2 separate regions of the Mus musculus genome follow, and region 2 is linked to region 1. Evidence: chromatin contacts called from public HiChIP or PLAC-seq data. All regions are on one chromosome and are shown on one strand. The core of a region is the stretch at or near the end of the contact, and the rest is flanking DNA. Distances in the headings are between cores, read along the strand shown. Region 1 holds the start of Ift88 (intraflagellar transport 88). Region 2 holds the start of Cab39l (calcium binding protein 39-like).

What was found. HiChIP or PLAC-seq counts read pairs in DNA pulled down with a chosen protein or histone mark.
Region 2: a contact with region 1 is called in an H3K4me3 HiChIP or PLAC-seq map of pro-B cells, with 5 times the contacts expected there. The contact joins the promoter of Cab39l here to the promoter of Ift88 in region 1. A contact is called at or near these places in 2 of 39 promoter capture datasets (hippocampal neurons and pre-B cells), 2 of 115 datasets of contacts at active chromatin or transcription factors (astrocytes and pro-B cells) and 1 of 9 other capture datasets (adipose tissue).

Annotation. Positions count from the first base shown.
Region 1 is chr14:57,421,437-57,428,672 of GRCm38.p6, reverse strand. Ift88 (intraflagellar transport 88) reads right to left here and starts at 4,602. Exons shown (of 26, transcript NM_009376.2): 1 at 4,486-4,602.
Region 2 is chr14:59,437,371-59,444,606 of GRCm38.p6, reverse strand. It overlaps Cab39l (calcium binding protein 39-like), which reads right to left and starts at 3,644. Exons shown (of 11, transcript NM_026908.4): 1 at 3,589-3,644. Gm45935 (predicted gene, 45935) reads left to right here and starts at 3,727. Exons shown (of 24, transcript NM_001320725.1): 1 at 3,727-4,020; 2 at 6,842-7,170. The coding sequence starts at 7,155. Setdb2 (SET domain, bifurcated 2) reads left to right here and starts at 3,727. Exons shown (of 14, transcript NM_001320720.1): 1 at 3,727-4,020; 2 at 6,842-7,170. The coding sequence starts at 7,155.

The DNA.
Region 1 (7,236 bases), core at 3,353-5,852:
TTGCTGTTTGGCATAATGCCAAGTTTATGTGGCTTCTCAGAATCTTTTGAATAGTAAAATAGTGCCCTTAGGATTCATATACTGTAAACTCCACCCCCTACTCCTCACCCCCCACCCCACCCCTGCCATTTTAAATCATATTTGCTTTCATTTTCTGCAGATTTCTCCTGTAAGTTTCTGCTTCATTGGTTTCTCCTGTGAACTTTTTCCTGTGCAGCCTCTTCTGCTAGCTTAGGAATAGTTGGGGTTTTTTTTGTTGTTGTTTTTTAGTGAAGATCACCTCAATGTGACCAGGAGCTCAGACGTGGGTTATCCCAACCATGAACTCTAAAAGCCCAGTCGTGCACCTTGGGAGCTTCCTTTACCTGTATCTGACCAATAACCAGAGACTCTACATTTATACCTCAGTTCAAGGGCCTGTAAAATGGCTCAGCAGATAAAGGTGCTTGGCACATATGCCTGGTGACCGGAGTTCCAACCCCAGAGCCCATGACACAGTGACTGGAGGGAACAGACTTCTCAAAGCTGTCCTTTGACCACCACAGGTGCTCTTGGCATGGACTCACCCCTTACCCTCATCACGCACACACAATAACAACAAACACACACCCTTTGCTTCAACACTGTTTTCCATTCTTTAACATGTGAAATAAAACTCCAGCACTCCTTTTGGGCTCCAGTCTGGGGCCAAGCCCACTGTTTGGCCGAGGCACATCTACTAGCTCTACCATCATTCCCCAGGGCTGCAAACTGCTTCTTTAAACTGACAGCTTTCAAGTACTTGGTGGCTTTTTTTTCTTTTTTGATATGCCTACCTTTGATGACCTGGTCAGTTTCACAAGTGATTTGTAGTTCTGTTTATCTGCTTTGGGGGATTGTTTTTTTTTTTTGTTTGTTTGTTTGCTTTTTTATTTTATATTATTTTATTGAGACAAGGCCTTACTATGTAACCCTAGCTAGCCTGGAACTATTTGTACACAGAAGATTGGCATCCAACTTGCCAAGATCTGCCTGTACAGACTCCCTAGCGCTCAGATTAAAGACGTATGCTACCACACCCAATAGAACACTGAGATCTGGACCTCTTGGTTTGTATAGTTATGTAGCATTTTCTGGGTCAATATAATAGTGAACCTTGTTCACTGTTTACTTCAGTTCTTAAAACAGCGGTTCACAACATTTCCAATGTTGCAACTCTTCAATACAGTTGTTCATGTTGTGATGAACCCTAATCATAAAATTATTTTCATTGCTACTTCATAACTATAATTTTGCTACTGTTATTCATTGGCTTCCAGTATATTCAAACAGTGTATAACCATTACATTTTCTTCATCCTATAAAAACAAAAACCTGAGGCTCTTTGACAGTTATCCCATATCCCTCCTTTTCCCCAAGCGCCTGAAAGCCACTAAATGACTTCCTGCCTCTATAGATTAGCTAAGATTCCATGTGCAAGAGACCATACAGTATGTGGCATTTATGTCTGGCTTCTTTTATTTAGCATGTTTTCAGGGTTTGTGATACAGTTTCATTATATTGCATTCTTTTTCATGACTGAATAATAAAATTACAACATTTGACTTCTTTATTCTTTAGGAGATGAATATTGGGTTGGTTCTACCTTGGGCTCTTATGAATAACCCTCTTATGAATGTTTATATGCAAGTTTTTACCTGAATATGTTTTCTTTTTAAAATGTATGTGTCTGTGTTAGGAGCTGGCCAACATGGGTACTGGAAACTTAAGACCTCTGGAAAAGCAGCAAGTGCCTTTAACTGCTGAGCCATGTCTCTAGCCATAGGTGAATATACACTCAGTTCTACTGGGTATATACCTAGGCATGAAATGTCTGGTTCAAACAGGAACGCTGTGTTAGCTTCTGGAACAGCTGCCTGTTTTTTAAGTAGAGTGATAAATATCACACCATCCTAATCAATGCCTCTTGAGATGTTAGCCACTCCCTTTTCCAGCGTATACACACTGCATAGACTACCTGCCCAAAAGTCAATAGCAGCTATCTCTGTTACCAGGTTAACTGCTCTGGTATCTTGTTATCTTGTTATCACTGTTATCTTGCTAATCACTGGACAGGAACAGAGATGTTAGCAATCAAGCATGTCAAAGGGAAGCCATAAAGTATTTCCTTTAAGTGTCAACTCAATTTATCACATCCCAAGCACTGGGAAAACAGGACAGCAGAAAATAAATAAATAAATAATAAATAAAAAGTTAGAGCAACAAACCATATTTATATTACTTGCATCTCAATATAGTATTATAAGTACTTTTCTTTTACTCTTACTGTTAATGTCTTACAGTGCCTTGTATAGTTTAAATATTATCATAAGTATGTATATTAAAAAAAAAGTGTACTAAAGGTTGTGTTTAGCCGGGTGTGGTGGGTGGTGGCACACGTCTTTAATCCCAGCACTTGGAAGGCAGAGGCAGGCGGATTTCTGAGTTCGAGGCCAGCCTGGTCTACAAAGTGAGTTCCAGGACAGCCAGGGCTATACAGAGAAACCCGGTCTCAAAAAACAAAACAAAACGAAACAAAACAAAACAAAAGGTTGTGTTTGATGAGGTTTCAAACTTCCCTAGGGGCCTTGGACTATGTCCCTCTCAGATAAGAGGGACATTCTCTGCTAAACCAGTGGCTCAAACCAGAGCACAAGCCAGCAGCTTACAGCTTTTCATTTCAGCCCCTCAGCCACCAGTGCTTCCGATTCAGAAAATCTTATGTGAAGGAGATTCCTTGATCCCTCAGAGAGGAAATGTATTGGGATTTCTTTGCAGGGGAGGGTTGTTTTGTTTCTGAGACAAGGTCTTGTGTAGCCTTGGCTGGCTTTAAACTCAACATGTAGACAAGGCTGACATTGAACTCTTGCTCCCACATCCCAAGCACTGGGATAACAGGTATGAGTTATTCTGCCCAGGCAGGATGTGAATTCCTTGTTGTGGGTATGACAGCTTCTGTGTGTGTGTGTACAGGTGTAAATGTGTGCATGTGGAAACAGAGGTCATCCTCTTTAGGCACTGCCTGCCTTGTTTTTTGAGGTAAGATCTCCCCCTGGGAAGGAGGACCTGGGGCCAGATTCAGCCAAGCTAGCTAACCAGTGAGCAGCACAAATCCTCCTGCCTCCCCCAGCCACCACATTAGGTTAAGTGGGCGCTAGGGATCACTCAGGACCTTAGGCTTCTGCAGCAAACACTTTGCCAACTGAGCATCTCCACAGCCCCAGAATGTTGATCAATAGGTTCCCAAGGGATGGATGCTGAAGCTGCTGCTCCATCGATCACACTTTCAAATCATATACTCAAAAGCTCCCTCCTTACAAACTCTTCTGATCTCACTTTCGTTTATTCATAAGGTATTGAAACAATCAGCTTTTAGAACTAGACCTTTCTTCTGGCTTTTAACCAGATTTACACACACACACACCTGGGAGACAGACCAATAGTGGAATACACAAAATTTTAAAGATGTAGAAAGCAAGGCTAGGAAATAGTAAATGAATTATCCTTTACTAACAACTATGAATGGCTAAGAAATAATACAACTCAGTATTTCTATATTCTCCAAGGTGGTTCAAAAATAATTTGGGATGCTGTCACTTCAATATTGCCAGTGAAACTATTTTACATGGCAAAGTCCTTTTTATATACTTCTACCTTGATACAGTTCACACTCAAAATGCCTATTGTAGTTTCTCCAAAGTTACCAACCAGAGTTGAAGATAAAAAGGAAAAGTGGAATTTTAGGCTTTTGGGAAAACAGTAGTCAGATATCTTTTGTCTGTGCATCCTTAGATTCAACCAACTAGAAACTGAAAACATTTGGGAGAAATTTTTTATCTGAACTGAACATGCACAGGCTCCCCCCCCCCCCCCCCGCCCCCAGCCTCCCGAGCGTGCTTTTCATTATTCCCTGAACAATTAGGCATAACAATTAATTATAGAGCAATAAACAGTCTAAGATAACAAAAATGGGAAAATGGCTTATATACAATACAAATATACCATCGTATATATGTGAAAGAGCACCTGGGAACTTTGGTATCCAGGGAAACTGGGTGTCCTAGAATCAATTCCCAGAAGATATGTTTTTATCTTTATAAGACTGTGATTTATTCATTCTTTTCTGTACTTTTGCTTTTACTCCCGATTACTAGGTAATCAAAGCTTCACCGGATGCAAGTATTAGAAATGTTCGCTGTAACCTACTGTGAAACTCTAAAAGTTTCACTGCTGCCATGGCATCGCCAAGCCGTGTGACATTAGCCCGGGTAGCCGTGCCGGGTGGAGCGGGAAGTCCACCCCCTGAGAGGAGCACCATCCAAGTGTTGGCTACGGAAGCGCAGTCGCCAGGAGCCGGGCTTGGGCGCCGCCAGCCCGCCTGCCCTCGCGACCCCGCCGCCGCTCACGCACGGGGCAGGGAGAGGGCAGCAGGGAGGGTGGCCGCGAGGGGCCGGGCGCTTCTCCTACCTCGCGCCGAGGAGGAGCGGGCTGACCACGAGTGGGCCGAGGGAAGAAGCGACGCCTGATCCTAGGCAGGCCAGAGCGGGACGCCCAGCCGTTGCCAGGCGCGACTCCAAGGAAGCCGCTCCCACAGGCCTCCGCGCCGCGTGGGCGAGGCCGGAAGCTCGTGACCGGAAGTGCAGGGCTGCTGGGACCTGTGGTCCGCCAACAGCGGAGTGATTCTCGAGGCTGGCCCAATGTTTATGGTGGTCCAGGAGATGCTACAGGTGTAGGAGTAATCACAAGAAGGAAACCAAGGTCGAGTGAACCCCGAGGCAGCCATCCCCAAAGCTGGAGACCAGAGCAAGATGGCCCGGATGAATAGAATGTGTCCCAGAGCCACTACGCGGCTTGGGAACCTTGGAAGACTGTTTTCTGTGGAACATTGCGTAGAATTGTACGCGTCGTCCCATAAATTTGTCATATTAATCCTGTCTGGGTTCTCTCTAAATAAATTTAATCTGAAAATTAAAAAGTAAAGGTAATGTAATGCCAGCTATGATGACGCACATCTGCAATGGGAGTAGAGATGACGCTCAGGAGTACAAGACCAGCAGGGGACACCCTGTCTTAAAGACAAAATAATATTTCTTTCCGGAGCAAATGTTGGGCATGTTGACTTGAAGCCCGTTATAAAAAAACTGAAGTTTACTAACCTTTATTGTTCAGTTGTGTCAGAAAGTCATTGAATATGTAACATCCACCTTAGCCTCCCACGGATGGGGGTGGGGACAGATGTAGGGGACAAACTATTAGATTGGTCAGGTTCGGGCTACTTGGTGTGTTTTGAAGACTAAACCTCTTTATCTCTGATCCAGGTGTGTTGTATCAGCATTCAGAAGGTTACCTTGCAAGTGGGGTATATCGTACAGTAACTGACAGTATCTGGCAACTGTGTGTCAATAAGTAGTTGTTACGTTAATTAGTGAACATCATGGGGATATTTTAAGTTACTGCACTTCAATATAGAAAGAAAAAATACTGGAATCACAAGTTACTGCACTTCAAAAAAGAAAGATAAATACTAGAGTCAATCTTTTTCTTTTTCTTTTTTCTTTTTTCTTTTTTTTTTTTTGTTTGTTTGTTTGCTTGTCTTTTGAGACGGGGTTTCTCTGTGTAGCCCTGGATGTCCTGGAGCTCTCTGTACACCAGCCTAGCCTCAAACTCCTTGGTGCTGGGATTAAAGGTGTGTGCCACCATTGTCCAGCACTGAACTTTTTTTTTTTTTAAATGACTGTACATTCAGGGTACCCAGTCCTTGTCTGAGAAGAAGACATTATGTTTTTGTTAAAATAAAGGTTCATCAGGCAACATATTTTCTTATTTGTTCCCACACTAATTATCAAATAAACTGTCAACATATGTAATTAGTTACATATAAAGTGGGATGGGTAGCAGACAAGCCTGAGTCCCATGAAGTGGGTATGGAGTGAAAGAGTTCCATGTGTGAACATGAAGAACACTAAAGGAAAAACAGGTTTGAGGGAGAACACATCAGGTGTCAGATGCCTAAAGAATGTGCAAGAAGAGATACTGAGTAAGCAATTGTATATAACAATATAAAGCTCAGAGGAGAGGGCTGGGAATGTAACTTAGTGTTAGAACATTTGCTTGCCGTGTTCAAGGCCCTAATTTGGATTCCAGCATCATCATAATCATTAAAGCTCAGAAAAAGATGCCCATCTAGAGATACACACTGGGGATTCAGTAATTCCTAAGAAAAGATAGTTTGTAAGATTGTGAGTGAGTGAGCAAGATGTATTTTTGGAATAGGGGGATGTAGAACGGCAAAAAAGACAAGAGATAGTAATGAGGGTGGGTAAATACCATCAAAATGCATGTGATGGCTATCTGTGATTGTCAACTTGACTATTTCTGGAATGAACTACAATCCAGAGATGGAGGGTACATCTGTGATCCAGATCTTGAAGCTGAAGACACAGGCTTTTGATCTGAATCTTGGCCTGGGATGACACAGTATTTTGGTCTGGATCTTGAGGAATAGTGATCATAAAAAGCTTAGGCCTAGACATGTTGGTACACACCTTTAATCCCAGGAGACAGAGGCAAGGAGATCTCTTAGTTCAAGGCCAGCCTGCTACAGAACAAGTTTCAGTTAAAGAAAAGCTGGGCCCAGGCAAGGTGGAACATGCCTTTAATTCCAGGAGACAGAGAAAAGCAGATCTCTGAGTTCAAGACCAGCCTTGCAGATTAAACACTATAAACATGTGACTCTAATAAGACATTTAGTAACCACTAGAGGAACTGTCACCTATGCTATCCAGAAAATACTATTAAGTCCAGTTAAATGTTTTAAATGATCATAATACCTTTTTTTAAGACTTTGTCTCCAATTTAGGATCTCACTAAATAATAATTCTTTAAAAAGATAAACACTGGGGGCTGGAGAGATGGCTCAGCGGTTAAGAGCACCGACTGCTCTTCTGAAGATCGTGAGTTCAAATCCCAGCAACCACATGATGGCTCACAACCATCTGTAATGAGATCTGATGCCCCTCTTCTGGTGTGTCTGAAGACAGCTACAGTGTACTTACATATAATAAATTAATAAATCTTTTTTAAAAAAGATAAACACTATTTTTTGCTACTGAAACCAATAAAAATAAAAGTTCAAAGAAATCTCCTGACCTTTGGATAAATATTTGGATCCTATATTGGAAATAAAGAGTGCACTCATATTTTAATCCAAAGCTCGGA
Region 2 (7,236 bases), core at 2,395-4,894, 2.0 Mb before region 1:
AAGGACATCTGAATCTTTGGATGATATCACAGTATAGACCAGGGATTTGCTAATCTTATTCTCTGACTGAAAATAAAATAATCTTAACTGTCTCAGAAATCATGTGGGCTGTTTTTTTTTTCTCTCTCTCTCTCTCTCTTTTTCTTTTTACCTTAGAAGACAAAAGCTGATGATCAGTGCCTCAAGGCTACTCCAGTAGAAAGACAACAAAACACAGGCTCTGGGTGTTGGAGCCCACTCAGCATGAAGACTCACTGCCCTTTGCTTCTCCCTTACCTCTCTAGAAAAGAAAGCTCTTTGCACTCAAATTCTTTACTAATTGGTCTTTGCTGGTAGAAGTTTCCCACCTTCTTTGATTTCTCTCTTTCCAAATCTTTTTCCTGTCCTGAATCACTGGGGAGCAGCCAGACCTGGATTAAGTAACAGCACCAATTACTTTCAAAGAATGTACTTGTTAGTAGTGGTAACCTCTGCTGCAGCACAAAAGTACAAAGTTCTGTGTCCACAGATAAATAAAAGGCTATGCACATTATATTTGAGAGGGATAAATTCTACCCATCTACCCCACTCTATGCCCAATCAAGAGCCTTAGAGAATCATCAGGAATAGTGACAAAAGTAGTGGCAATATTACATGAATTGGTGTGACCATATAAAAAATAACTTGAAATATACTAAGGCACAAAATTCAGCTATTACCACTCGCCAATATTTTTCCTCTAGCAAAATAAATTTTACCTTTCCATTTAGGAATGCCGCATATATACATAGCATGATATAAGGTAGCTAAATCAGCTCCTAAGGTGGAGCTACTTGGTGAAAGTGGCAAAGTAAACCAGCAACAAGGACAACAAAGACTTCCCAGGAAGCCCTATATTTAATCCCTAGTATCTAAAGGGACAGGAGGCAAATAGAGCTAGGATGAGGAAGAGAGACCAGGTGCTTGCCTAGCATGCACAAGGCCCTGACCTTGACCCTAAGCGCTGTGAGAGAAGGAGGGAGAGATGATATATATGCTCCTAAAACTTTTTTTTTAACCTAAACAATCCAAATAGCCCACCATGTAAATCACACTAATTTATGGGGGTTCCCATGACATTTTAATTAATTGTGTGCTGAGTATTGAACCCAGGATTCTCTTGCGTGCTCAGTACATGATATACCAATGAGCCAGACTCTCAGCCCTTTAAAATTATTTTTAAAGGGCTAGAGATACCTTAATAAGAATTGATCATATAAAATATCATTTGAGGGACAATTTGAATTTGTATACTGTATTTTTTTTTTTTTTGGTTTTTCGTGTACACTGTATTTTTAACTTGGTACATTTACCATTTACTTTCTGGTTTCAATCAATATAAATTCATTATGGGGATAAACAGTGCAACTAAAAATACTTACAAGTCTAAAGGTCAAAATGACCAATGCTTTTGGTGACAGTCATCAATGAAATCTTAACATTTTAAAGACCTGTCTTATACCTCAATTTTCACATGCTCTAACCTTTATCCCAAACCTTTCTGCAAATTAAGAAGACCACTGGCATAGCAAGGAGGAATTTAGACTGTTCTCCCACCACTGCTATCAGCTAATCTAGAAATAAACACACTTCCCTTTACCAAACTGTTTCTTAATTCTTTTGAAAACAGGAAAATTAAGTCAGTGGGTTTATGGACCAGTAACAGTAATACAAACTGTGATCACCAACTCATACTCAAGTATGACTAATCACCCTTTCTGTTTGAGAAAAATTTAGTATGGGCTGTGACTTTAAAAAGTAAAGTAAGACCCTGGTTATCACAGACAAGGAGAAGGCAGAGAAGCTGAAGCAGTCCCTACCCCCAGGTTTGGCAGTGAAGGAGCTGAAATGAACCAGACCTCTGCATGTGACTATTAAAAACCCTGAAAAGTCAAAAAAAAAAAAAAAAAAAAAAAAGTAAAGTAAGAAAGTCAATTTTTTGTGTGTGCACTGTTTGTGTTTGGTTCTTTCTGTCACAAAATATCCCCCTCCTTTATTGTCAACTCAGCGGAATCACCAATTAACCTTGCGCACAGCTTTAATCCTAGCACTCGGGAGGCAGAGGCAGGTAGATTTCTGAGTTCGAGGCCAGCCTGGTCTACAAAGTGAGTTCCAGGACAGCCAGGGCTACACTGAGAAACCCTGTCTCGAAAAACCAAAAAAAAAAAAAAAACCAACCCACAAAGAACACACACACACACACACACACACACACAAAACAAAAAAACAAACAAACAAACAAAAAAACAAACCAATTAACCTTGAATAACTTAAGTTATTCAACCTTGAAATAAAATAAAAAGTGAAGATACTGGTGTTAAGTTTATCAAAACTGTTATAAGTGAATCACAAAATATTTGTCTCTAACAGGCTAGATTTTCAGATCTGGCAGCTTCTTTCAAATAATAAAAAAAAAAAGAATGCTTTCTACTTCCTTTTCTACTTTTTTTTCCCCAAGAGAAAACTGGAAAGAGGAAAGTACAGTGTCTTGCTCTTCCCAAACTCCAACACCCTCCTTAAATAATACCCTGTTCCATAAAGCCAGCCCGCATAGCATCGCAGACCCAGAAATGTACAAAGCTGTCATGGCTTTCTTGTTTGGTTGGTTTTGACTAGGTGCAGAAAACATATTCGACATGTGTTAAATTTAATGTGAAGCTTCACAATTTCGTTTCCAAAAGTCAACTTTAATTGCATAGATGTATTCATTTGAGTTGTATTGTTTTGGGGTTTGGTTAATTTTGATGTGTTTTTCTTTCTTTTTTTTTTTTGCAAACTTTTTTTTAAAATCAAGTTTATAATGTTAAAAATATGTAAAGAGAAATTTACAAAAAAAAAAAAAAATCAGCACCTTTGAAACTGGGGTAAGGGTGTGGCGCTCCTGTGGCAGAAAGATCCGGTCTGCCTGAGCTACATGTATACCTAGCATGAAGTGAATTTGGAGCATGACAAACACTAGTTTACTTCCCGTTTCTCCTTTTTATTTTATTTTATTTCTCTCTTTTTTTCTAACGTCATTGAATGAATGCTGGCGGCATGCTTATGAATAAAACTACTCTCACACAACCTGCTGTCCATGTATGTCAAAGGATGAACTCTCGAGAAGGGCAAAGGCTCCGCAGTTGGCCCCTGGCAATTGACAAAAAAGAAAAGTTCTCTATCGACCCGGAGGCCAGTGGTCGAGACAGCCCCCTCTCCCTTCCACGACTGGCTTTCCCGTGTTGAATCCTACAGCCAGCCTCCTTTAATCATGACAGGGGTCGGCGGTGGGAATCTTCGCGCCACAAACACTGCTGAGCAACTCTCGGAAACCAAGGGATCAGGGTTAAGACAGGAAAGCAAAGCCTGCGCCAGACTCTAATGACCAGCAAAGCCAAGCCGGGGCCACCGCCACCGCCACCACCACCACGCCTGCCTCCCAAACACAGGGAGGAGACTCCGGGCGGGCGAGAAGAATCCCCTGCTAGTTAAGTCGCCCCTTCACTCCCAACACTCCTGTCACCCCGAGGACTCTCCTTCCACACACACACTCCCAGAGCCGGAAAAGGCTCGCCGCAGCCACACACCTACCGCGGGCAGAGAGCGCTGCGCCACCACTCCAGCGAAGTGCCTCACTTGGCTGCCGAGAACCCGATTGGCCGTAGCAGTCCGCGCGAGACAAACCGAGAGAGTCGCCGACCAATCAGGAGGCCGCGCGCTCCGGCCGGCGCCGCGGGGCCGCGGAAACTGTGTGGAGCTCCCTTGGGGCTGATGTCTCCCCCGCTGAGGTGAAGCCGCCTCGGGACTGCAGACTCTGGTGCGGACAGTGCAAGGCGCGCGGGGTGCCAGGCCGCCTCAACCCGCTGTCTCAGTAGCGGGGGTGGCCGGGGCTCTCAGTCGCGTTTCCCCCACCGTCTTGCGGCGCTCACTTTCGTGGCTGGTGATTTCTGAGTAATTTGGCTATCATGGGCTGTAGACAGCGGAGCACAGACAAGATCTTCAGGACACTGGTCCATTCCACAGGTAAGGTTACACTGGCCATGAACAAATGAAATTATTTATCAGTTGAACTTGATTGGTATCTTCGGAGCGACGGACTGACTCACTACTCAACAGTCCAAGATCAATAAAGTCACTGCAGAAAGGGATATGATTGACAGATCATATGATTGGCATGTAGTAACATGGTTCTTTGCATGTTAGTGAAGAAAACCAAAGTGGAGGATTAATTTATGTTTAGTCTTAGATTTGGTAAACAGACCATTAGCTCTTCCAAATACCCTACCACATACGATAGGATAGGTTTCTATTCTTCACCAGAAGGCGTTTTGCCATTGTTGTGTTGTTTAACATACGAACACGTTAAAAATGTGCCTGACCCTGACTTACGCTCCGATTATGTCATGCCTATCAAAGAACCAACGAGATAGTGGTATCTTAGTTTTTTTAGTTTCTTTTTCCTCCAAGTAAAAAGGAAACTTAGATCTAAATGAAGTTGCCTGTATGTTTGGCCAGATGAAAGTTTGAGACTGGCAAAGAACCAAATTTAAATAAAATTCTCCTGGCAAGCTGGGAGATGGTGGCTGGGGAGGCAGAGACTAGCGGATCTCTTGAGTTCTCTCCGGATTGAGTTCCCGGAAAGCCAGGGTTACCCAGAGAAACGTTGTCTCAAAATACAAAACATACAAACAAATAAAAAGTACACTAACAGTGAAATATTAGTGTTGTCTTTGGAAGATAAGCTTTAAATTTCCTTAACTTTTTTTGGCAATTTTTTTTCTTTTGTAAATTAGCTTCCAAGCTACACTGGTGAGAGCTTTTTCTTTAGTTGCTGTTTGCTATGTGGAAGTCCAGCCTAGTAGACCAGGATGGCTTTGAGCTACTGGTCCTCCTGTCCCCACCTGCCCTTTCCTGAGGTGTCAGGCTGAGTGAGTGTACTGAGGTGGAAGTTACTAGAATCTAAGGTGGAAGGCAGCTTGGCAATGTCTCTTTGTGGCACTTGGATATCTGTAGTATTAATTTTACAGTGGAAAGGTTGCCTGGCTGAAGTACAGTGTATAGCTTATGTTTCCCTTTTAACAGTTTGCATTTCTGGTGAGTCTCATTGCCAATGTGATACATACTTCTTTTTGGCTAACAGATTTTCAAGTTTCTAAGAACATTTTGGTGTTCTGAAGCATATCACAGTTAGTGGTATATGTCAAGCATATTCTGGGCTGGAACCATAGCCCAGTCAGAATACGTGCCTTGTTTGTGCAAAGCCCTGGTTTGGAATCTGAGCACTACATAAGTCCAGTGTGGTGGCACATGCCATTGATCCCAGTGCCTAGGAGGTAGAGGCAAAAGGATCAGAAGTTTAAGGCTATACTCAGTATCATAACCAGTTCAAGGCGAGCCTTTCTCAAAAGGAAAAAGAGAAAAATTGTATTCCACTTGGTACTCAGTGGACAACAGAGTGCTTTCCTGTTTTAAGGAATTCTTGGTCATTATCACCTCATTTCTTTATTTTCCCCATAAATTACTAGGTGTGATTTTCTAGGGTTCTAAGGGGCTTTTCCCATGAGTCTGGTGTGTTATTTTCACCTAATCCGTATATTTGAAGAACATTTCTTATATCCGTGATCCCTAATTGGTTATTTTTCAGAATTGTACCTTTCTTTAGCCCTACAAGGATCCAATATATTCAAATTTATTTTAAAATATTAATTCTCTTAAGCACAATCCCAGCAGTTTAGTGTGCTTGTTACATCTTATCCACAATGCAACCTTCTTCATGTATTTCAGAATTCACATCCCCTTGGGGAGTTTCCTGCCATCCTTTTGTGTTATGATGTTCATTGGCATTATCTTAAGTTTCATTTCCTCATAGAGATCTCGCAGACTATCTGTTGGGAGTTCCCTTTTAGTTTTAAACATGATTGTATACAGTGTTTTAAAGCCTTCTAACATTGCTGGGCAGTGGTGGTGCACGCCTTTAATCTCAGCACTTAGGAGGAAAGAGGCAGGCAGATTTCTGAGTTCAAGGCCAGCCTGATCTATAGAGTGAGTTCCAGGACAGCCAGGCTATATAGGGAAATCCTGTCTTGAAAAACAAAAACAAAACAAAACAAAACAACAAAAAAAGCCTTCTAACACCCTTCAAGCTTATGATGTGGAAAAGACAGAAAAATTTACCAGGTATTGACTAACACTTTGATAATTCAAAAAAATTTTATTACTGCCATCACTAGATATATATCCTAAGGAAATATCAGAAAAGTGCACAAAATGTTTATTCAAGCATTATGTGTAACAAAAAAATATACAAAACTTTATAATAACAATAATTTTTTAAATGTATTAAAACCTTCAGTGTGTGAATTATTGTCCAAAGTATATAATTTAGCCATTTACTTATATAACGATAGTAGTAATTGGGCAGAAAATAGAATATACTATTGTGAGCATGGAAAAAGAATATACACTAAAATCTAAAATTTTAAAATTATACACTAAGAGGATAATTGCTATCATTTATGAAATCCTTCCTATGTGTCAAATATCAAAGTGATAATCTCATCCTCATAACAGCATATGAGACAATTACCATTATTATTCCTACTTTTAAAAGTTTCTATGATATATTAAGATAAAATGGATAGTTTGTTGGTTGGTAATACAAGTTTTAACATATTAAATATAGATGATAGGATCATGAGCTATTCTTTTCTATACTTGTCCTAATTTTGATGTTCTGTTGATTTTTTTTCCAGTTAATGTATATTTTTTCATAATGCTTTATATTATTTTTAAAGATGAAGTTGTTTTCTTTGTAAATATGCACTGTCCTTTGTTTTCGCTGCAGAGTGTTTCATGCATTTGTGGACCAAAACATGGGATGAACTTTAATTTTAAAAAGACATTGTCAGTAGTCCTGATCCGGCTTTCAACCTGGCCTTGAAGAAGATGCTGTGCCTGTTTTTCTTGGACTAGTAGTCATTCTGAAAGTCTATTCAAGCACAGTTTCTATTTGCAAATTCAAATACTAAAGACTATTAGGAAGTGGCCTAACGAGATACTCTCTTTGGGGACTACAGATTTCATAGAGACTGCAGTTGGAGCCCATTTAGTTTTGATTAACTTCATTTTGAAGAATTTTATATAAGCAACACCAAAAGATGGAAGAAAAAAATGGTGGGTCAAATAACTAATTTTTAAACATTGTATTTAAATGTTTCTATACATTTATTCTAAATCGCT